2 separate regions of the Mus musculus genome follow, and region 1 is linked to region 2. The links are chromatin contacts, called in public promoter capture Hi-C maps. All regions are on one chromosome and are shown on one strand. The core of a region is the stretch at or near the end of the contact, and the rest is flanking DNA. Distances in the headings are between cores, read along the strand shown. Region 1 holds the start of Wdr5 (WD repeat domain 5). Region 2 holds the start of Fbxw5 (F-box and WD-40 domain protein 5).

Region 1 (3,665 bases), core at 1,040-3,539, 2.0 Mb after region 2:
GCTGGGAAAAGGCATGTGCTACCACCACACAGCAAAGGAAAACTTTTAACTGAGGCTGGCTTACACGTTCAGAGGTTTAGGTCATTATTGTCATGACAGCATCATGGCAGCATGTAGGCTGACTTAATACTGGCAAAGGACCTGAGAGTTCTGCATCTTGATACTTAGGCAACAGGTCTTGCCGTAACTGTGAGCCACTGAGCCTGGCTTGAGCATTTGAAACCTCAAGGCCCACTTCCTAAGTGACATACTTCCTCCAACAAAGCCAAACCTGATAGTGCCACGCCCTGTGGACTTGTCATTTTTATTCAAACCACCACAGTCCAGAACTCTCTGGGTAGTCAAGGATGACCTTGAATATACCAGCTTGAGGGCTGGGAGACACATAAGCACAATACTCCCACTTTGTGTGACACTGGGACTTGAACACAGAGTTTTGTGGATGCTAGGCTAGCATTCTACCACCTGGGTTATGTCCCCATCTTATCATAGGGTGCTTTCTTTCTTTTTTTTTTTTCTTGGTTTTTTGAGACAGGGTTTCTCTGTATAGCCCTGGCTGTCCTGGAACTCACTTTGTAGACCAGGCTGGCCTCGAACTCAGAAATCCGCCTGCCTCTGCTTCCCGAGTGCTGGGATTAAAGGCGTGCGCCACTACGCCCGGCCCTACATAACTGTGTTTTTAAAGATATCAAAATTCTTACTACAGATCCAGTGTGAGTAAAAGTTGGAAATCTGGGGCTTCTGGGTCAGGACCCCTTATCCTTTGAGCCTTCCATGCTGGTCTTGAAGTTCTAATATTTCTGCCTCTAACTATCTAATACTTGTGCTGTTGCACTTGGTTTATGAGTGTTGGGGATTGGCTCCAGGGCTTCTTGCATGCTATGCATACACTTTACCTGGATTTTCAGCAATTCCTTTGGCTGGAATTTTGAAAAGGCCACATCTTAGGTAGAGCCGGGATGAGGATGGAGGTGGACAGGTTTGAATGTTATCTGAGAGGTGGGTGGCAGAGGATTAGGTTTGGTTTCCAGTCCGGTTAGCTAGGCAGATACGGAGATGTTATTCTTACCATCCCATGCTCCACTCCATCCAGGGCTCCTGGCATAGGTCTGTTAGACACACAGATTCGTCTGAACTGTTTCTGTGCCTTTAGCAGGAGATTCCAGGCCAATGTCAGTCTTCTCACACTCTTGTAGCTATGGCAACCACACACTCTCCATTCTCAAGCTTCAGTTGCTTAGTCCCTCCCTCTGCACAGGTTCCCCACGCGTTATATTTGATATTCCCAGACTGGAAGATGAGGCTGCACAGGTCATAGCCACCTCCAAGAGTCTAAGACCATGTGAGTTAGACAGTGAAGTGAGAGGTGCAGACCTGGCTCCAGGTTCTCCTTCTGTCCCTGTGTCCTCCTCTCTGGGTGTTTTCCCCGTTAGTGACAGGAGTAGAGGTGGTCCAACAGGAAAGAGGGCTGTCAAAACTTTGCTAACTGCAGGCCGGCCAGCCTGCTAGGGGCTGTCTTGTGAAAATGAGATAAAGCCTTTAAAATGGAGCTCCAGAGCCACACAGGAGCCAGATTGTAGTGGATGCTGTGGCTGCCTGGAATGTGAACTGCCTGAGCCTACATTCAGGTGCAACTGCATCGTTCCAGATGCATGCATAGCTGGAGGACTTGGAGCCCCTGTGTTAGGGACACTTGCCTTTCCTGTCCACATTCTTTCTTGTTTGTCTTCTAAGTCAGGTAGCTCCTCTCTTGTCAGCGTGCAGGCTTCCTTCTCTACAGTAGTGCCCTGCCTTCCCTGGACACTACTGTAGATCTCTCCCTGCAGCGGTAGCTCCTAAGACCTTTTTCGGAGTGTGTCTGTGTGGGGTGGTGGTGGTGGTACAGCGTAGCCTCCTTATGGCCCTGTAGAAGAGAGGCAAGTATGTTCAATTTGAGCTGTGGTTTGCAGCGGCAGGAAGCCCCCCGCCTTGCGGTAGGCTGGGGAGGCCGCAGGAGCTCCGGACTTCCGGACCTCGTGGACATCCACCAGTGGCACCAAGAGGTTTCCCAACAGTCCTGGGCAGGCACGGGCCAGCACAGGCAAATTGTAACTGTTAGCTTGGCTACACAGCCTAGAATAACAGGAGAGGCACCTAAGCACGTTCTCACCCATCTTTAATTCTAGAGTGCTCCAGTCTGCAGTTACCGAACACCAGTAGCGGTCAAATAGGAAGCGAGAACCACAGACGGCCCCTTTAAGGCGCTCCGCCTCCTCTAGTTTTTCTGACCCTCGTCGCCGCCCGTTGTCCCGCCCCTCGCGCACGCGCAATCCCTCCCGCCTCCCGCGCCGCTGCCGCCTAGTCCAGCAGATCGTCTGCTCTCGCGCGTAGGGCTAGCCGACGCGACGCCAGAGCGCCCGGCCCCGCCGCCGCGGCCCCGGCAGGTAAGCGAGAAACCCGGTCCCGCGGGCGCGAGGCGAGCGGCGGCCACGAGGGCCCTCGGGCTCCGGGCTCCACAGCGCCGCACGTGTTCCGAGGGCCTCGGGCCGGGCCGGACGCCGCATTTGCGGCCGCGCCCCGACCCCGCCGCCCCTTGTGGCCGCCACGGCCCGCTACTTCCACTGCGGCCCCTGCTACGCCCCTAGACCCTTAGTCCTGCGAGCTTCTCGAGACTCACACCTCAGACTGGCGTCACTGGGAGTGGAATTCTCTGTCTCATCGGGGACACCCAGCCAGCGTCGCGCAGGTTTCCTTGGCCACTTGGCGCCTCTCGTGCTGCGGGCACAACCCTCATTTGTGTCCTAGCGCAAGTTTCTACCTGACTAGGGCTGACCGGTCAAGGGTTTCTGAACATTGTCCGGGACAGCCGGGCAGTTGAGCGCACAGTGGTGTGAAGCCAAGGCTACTAGTACCTAGGTATCTAGGAGCCCAGAGAGGATGGGTTGGAGTTCTTTGTTGGGTTACCTACTGCACTCACCTGAGTGACTGAACCATTCTGTCTTCCCATACTTGTGTACTAGGGTGGAAACCAGGAGTCTACATTTGACTGGAGGGAGACTGATGGCTGCTGCCCTTCCATAGTCAGGCTCACTCTAGTGTAAAGCCCCGGCTGCGGCTGCCGGTTACCTACCTCCTTTGTGGGCAGTGGAGGCCAGCTCCAAACCACCTGCTGAGGATCCTGCTTAACCCAGCTTCCTCCCAGACCTGCCCTCCCCAAGTCCTGCTTTCCTGAGTGCTCTGTCTTGGACTCTACCCTGTGGAATTGGAAAGTGGTGGTCTCCTTTGAGCCGGTTTCAGGTTGATGCTAGCCTCACATTTAACTGCTTTGAATTCCTGAGCCTCCTGAATGCTGTGAGGCAGATTGGCTAATGTTGATATTCTTTCTTTCTTTCTTTCTTTCTTTCTTTCTTTCTTCCCCGTTTTTGTTTTTGTTTTTTGGTTGGTTGTTTGGGGCCCACATCCTTAGAGCTCTTCATCCTTAGAGCTGGAATTAAAGTGGGTGGTGCTACAACTAGTGTCTTCAGATGTTAATATTTGTCTTCCTGAAAGACCCAGCTTATTAACGATGTGATGGGCAGGGCTGGGTGGTGGTGTGCTTGTTGGCAAGGTCATCCACCTGCTGTTAGGTGAATCTCTTTATATGCTAAAAGAAGCTTAGTTCCTAGAGACTTCCCACACTGGAGATA
Region 2 (3,704 bases), core at 667-3,166:
TAAAAACCTTAGCAGGGGCAGGAAAGACCTTGACCACAGCCCTTCACTGCTCTGCCCTACTGACCACTCACCGTTCAGGATGTGTAATTGGTCCGCAGTCTCGCAGAAACCTAGGGGCCCAGGCAGTAGTAAGAGGGGGTCGGGCGTCACCCAGGAGGGTCACGGGCTGGGGACACTCACCATACTTGGGAAAGAAAAGAATCTGATCTTCTGTCAGGTTGGCTTCCCTGACTCGCCGCTCAAACACATCCAGGACAGAGTCATTCACTGGCAGTGAGCGGACTGTGGGGTAGGCAGAGTTCCAGTGCTTTCAACATGGCAGGGAACCCAGGACACACAGCCAGGTCAGCTGTGTGTCCCTGCCCCATCCAGTTCCCACCCCATCCCATGTGTAGCTGTTCATCAAGGGTGCCTACTGCCAAGAGTATGGGGATAGAAAAGGAATGAGAAGGGGTGTGTGTCCATCTGGGGACGCCCTGTCCATCAAGGTGGACCTGGAGGATGCAGAGCACAGGTCATGTGTGAAAAGCACAGGCCATGTATGATCACAGGACTAGTCCGCACCGTATAGTTTCACAGACAGCTTCCTTCCCTGTTCCAGGTACAGGATGGCAAAGCTCTGATAGTCAGTCTCAGCAACCACCATATGCACTGGTCCACGGGCCCGTGAGACTGCGGCAGAACCACAACAGCACATCAGTCCTTTCCCCTCTGCCTCCAGCCCAGAGCCCTCTCCCTTGATGCCCCTGCCTCACCTTGGAACAAGAAGCGGCCAGGGACCCCTGTGTTCTCAAAGAGTTGGCGTACCTGCCAACATATCCCATCTCTGGGGAGGGGAAGAAGGTATGTCATAAGAGGAGGCACCCAGACTCTAGGAACCCCAACCCAGGAGAGGCCATATGGGATAGCTATCTAGGCCACAGAAGAGCTAGAGATGAGGTTTAGAGTCAGGAGGGCAGAGTAAGATGGGCTCAGGGGCTGGGATGAAGTCCTGCTGGGACTCACAGCTTTCGGAAGGTGCTGACAGCCATAGCTGCACCCTGGGGAGCTGCGTGCAATGTGGTGGCCTCAGCTCGGTGTCCCTGCTCCTGAAGAAAGCGGCACGAAGAGCCCACAGCCACCAGGAGCCATGTCCCTGCAAACTGGAAGTTGACTATGAGTGCTCAGGACTGGGGAAATGGGGCACCCTGGACCAATCCCGCCAAGCTAGGCAGGTTCTTATTGCTCTTTTACCTACCCCCACTCACTCCCAGATTTTACCTTCTGAGCACTGAAATTGACCTGGGCCTGGATAGTGCTGATGGGGGAGGTAGACCCAATAGGCTTTCGAGTCCTTTGGCCCAGCGAACTGGCTGTCAAGAGCAGGGTGAAGAACAACACAGCCCCTGGAGACAGCATGGCCAACCTGCTACGGACAGTAGGTGACAGGACAGCGAGGTGGAGGGGTGCACTGTCCTAGGTCAGAGTCCACTGTCCAGTGCCACAGGAAGCACAGTCCAGGAAGTCCACATCTGTCTTCCGATTACTGAACCCCTAACCCAAGCCAGGGTCCATCCTAGAACCTAGCCTTGATAGGAGCTGGGCATTGTGTCCCAAGTGCAAAGTTAAGAGTTGACCTCTGCACCCCTATTTCCACTTGTGGTCAGTGCTCAACCCTATGCATGCAATAACTGTCTTTAACTCCACAACCAACAAGAACGTGCTCATAAAGTCACTTGTTCAAAGCCCAGCAGCAGAGAGAGCAGAGGCAGAGTCTCGAACCGGCCCAGCTGAGCCTGGCTCAATCCTCCGTCCTTTAGGGTAGCCAGGAGTGAGTACTGTTCTGTGAGTCAGAACGCTCGGAAAGTAAGAGTTTGCGCAGGCGCATAAGAAACGCTGGCTGCTAGTCGGAGCCTGAGGCGCAGGCGCAAGACGGGGAAGGGGGGGGGGGGGGAACGGTCCATCGATGCCTCGGGGCTCTCAGCGTCGAGCCTGGCGCCTCCATAAAGACGTGGAGGTGGAGACTAGAGCGGCGGCGGAAGCCGGGCGCAGCGCAGCGGGCAGAGGCACCGCGGTGAGTCCCGGCTTTGGCCCCGCCGTGCTCACTCACCTGTGTCATCTGCCCTGTCCCCAGTCACCAGCCTTGTGCCCCATTACTCCCAGTCCTGCATTCACCAGCCTTCTGCCACCTTCGGTGTCCCTTGTCCCCGATCGTGGCCTTCGTTTATTTTCTCGGGCCTGGTCCCGGTCATGGGCCTCGCTCTGCCTTGTCCTACTTTAACTGGCTTTTGTCACCTTCACGGGCTTTGTTCACTGTCACCATATTTTTTTCCTGCAATGTCTACACTTGTACAGCCTTTGGTGGCCTTATCTGGCCAGTGATGGCCTTGGCAGGTTGACGTCGTCCCAATCCACCCTCCGGTGTTCAGTGGGTGAATGAAGGAGCTGCTGCCCACTCTAGCTAAGCAGCAAAGCGTGGTCCCTGATGTCTCCTCTGACATTCAGAAACCCCAATCACTCTTAACCACCCTCCTGGCCAGGCTGTCTCCTGAGTCCAGAACGACATATGCCACTGGCTAGCAGGAACCCCTTCTCAGAAGAAAGTCAGCCTTGGCCTGAAGTCCTATAGCAGCAAGGTCAAAGACAGGGTGGGCTGCTAAACCTTGGACCTGCCAGTTTGAGCAGCCCAGACCTGTTTGCTTGTCTTGTGCTCACCTGCCTCCCTGTGCCCTGTAGCATTGGGGAAGGCATCAAAGGCCCCCACCTGGAAAGTGGGGCTGCCCCCCACTTCGCAGGTTCTACCTGGCCTAGTAGTACTCAGGGGCTTGCTGTCTGGTCCAGCAAGTCCTTTGGTGTCCTGGAGAATGTAAGGTGGTGCAACGTTACTGCCTGGGTCCTTCAAGAAGTGTTGGGTCTGTGGTGGGGCAGTGCTACTTGTACACACAAAGAGAGATGCACACATCCCTCCCCTCCCCCCGCACATGCTCAGTGCAGTGGAATTCTCCGGTGGGCAGTTGGTGGGGCTAGCTAGGACTGCCATGTCTGGAACCCCAGACTATCAGTCTCTCCCTGGGGTTGGCGATGAGGAGGCTTGGGTTCAGAGCCGCCACTGGTGGGTTTCAGGACCGTCTGGGCAGAATGTCACGATGGATGAGGGGGGCCTGCCCCTGCTCCCCGACAGCCTTGTCTACCAGATCTTCCTGAGTTTGGGCCCTGCAGATGTGCTGGCTGCTGGGCTGGTATGCCGCCAATGGCAGGCTGTGTCCCGGGATGAGTTCTTATGGAAGGAGCAATTCTACCGCTACTACCAGGTGGCTCGAGATGTGCCCCGCCACCCAGGTCAGTACACACACCCCTAAACCTGCTGGCTCAGGGCAGGGGCTCATGGCCCAAGGACACACGGGCCATATTGGGGAAGAGGGAGTCTCTGTGAGCAGAAGGGTGCCCCCTGTGGCTGAGACCTAATTAGTGAGTCGTGAGTTCCAGAGTCCCTACAAAACATCTCCCAGTAGCCATGCTGTCTGTCGGCTCTCAATCTTGACTAGTGAGGGAGCCTTGCATGCAGGAGTGACACTATATTGCCCACAGCGGCCACATCCTGGTATGAGGAGTTCCGGCGGCTCTATGACATGGTACCCTGTGTGGAGGTGCAGACACTGAAGGAGCACACTGACCAGGTCCTGCACCTCAGCTTCTCCCACTCGGGGTACCAGTTTGCCTCCTGC

What was found. Promoter capture Hi-C pulls out the DNA fragments that hold promoters and counts their contacts.
Region 1: a promoter capture Hi-C map of pre-B cells shows a contact between it and region 2, with 2.9 times the contacts expected there. The contact joins the promoter of Wdr5 here to the promoter of Fbxw5 in region 2. A contact is called at or near these places in 2 of 39 promoter capture datasets (liver and pre-B cells).

Annotation. Positions count from the first base shown.
Region 1 is chr2:27,512,858-27,516,522 of GRCm38.p6, forward strand. Wdr5 (WD repeat domain 5) reads left to right here and starts at 2,290. Exons shown (of 14, transcript NM_080848.2): 1 at 2,290-2,423.
Region 2 is chr2:25,498,834-25,502,537 of GRCm38.p6, forward strand. It overlaps Fbxw5 (F-box and WD-40 domain protein 5), which reads left to right and starts at 1,917. Exons shown (of 9, transcript NM_013908.5): 1 at 1,917-2,053; 2 at 3,103-3,318; 3 at 3,568-3,704. The coding sequence starts at 3,126. C8g (complement component 8, gamma polypeptide) reads right to left here and starts at 1,673. Exons shown (of 7, transcript NM_027062.2): 1 at 1,261-1,673; 2 at 1,006-1,142; 3 at 756-826; 4 at 565-672; 5 at 181-282; 6 at 72-110. The coding sequence starts at 1,398.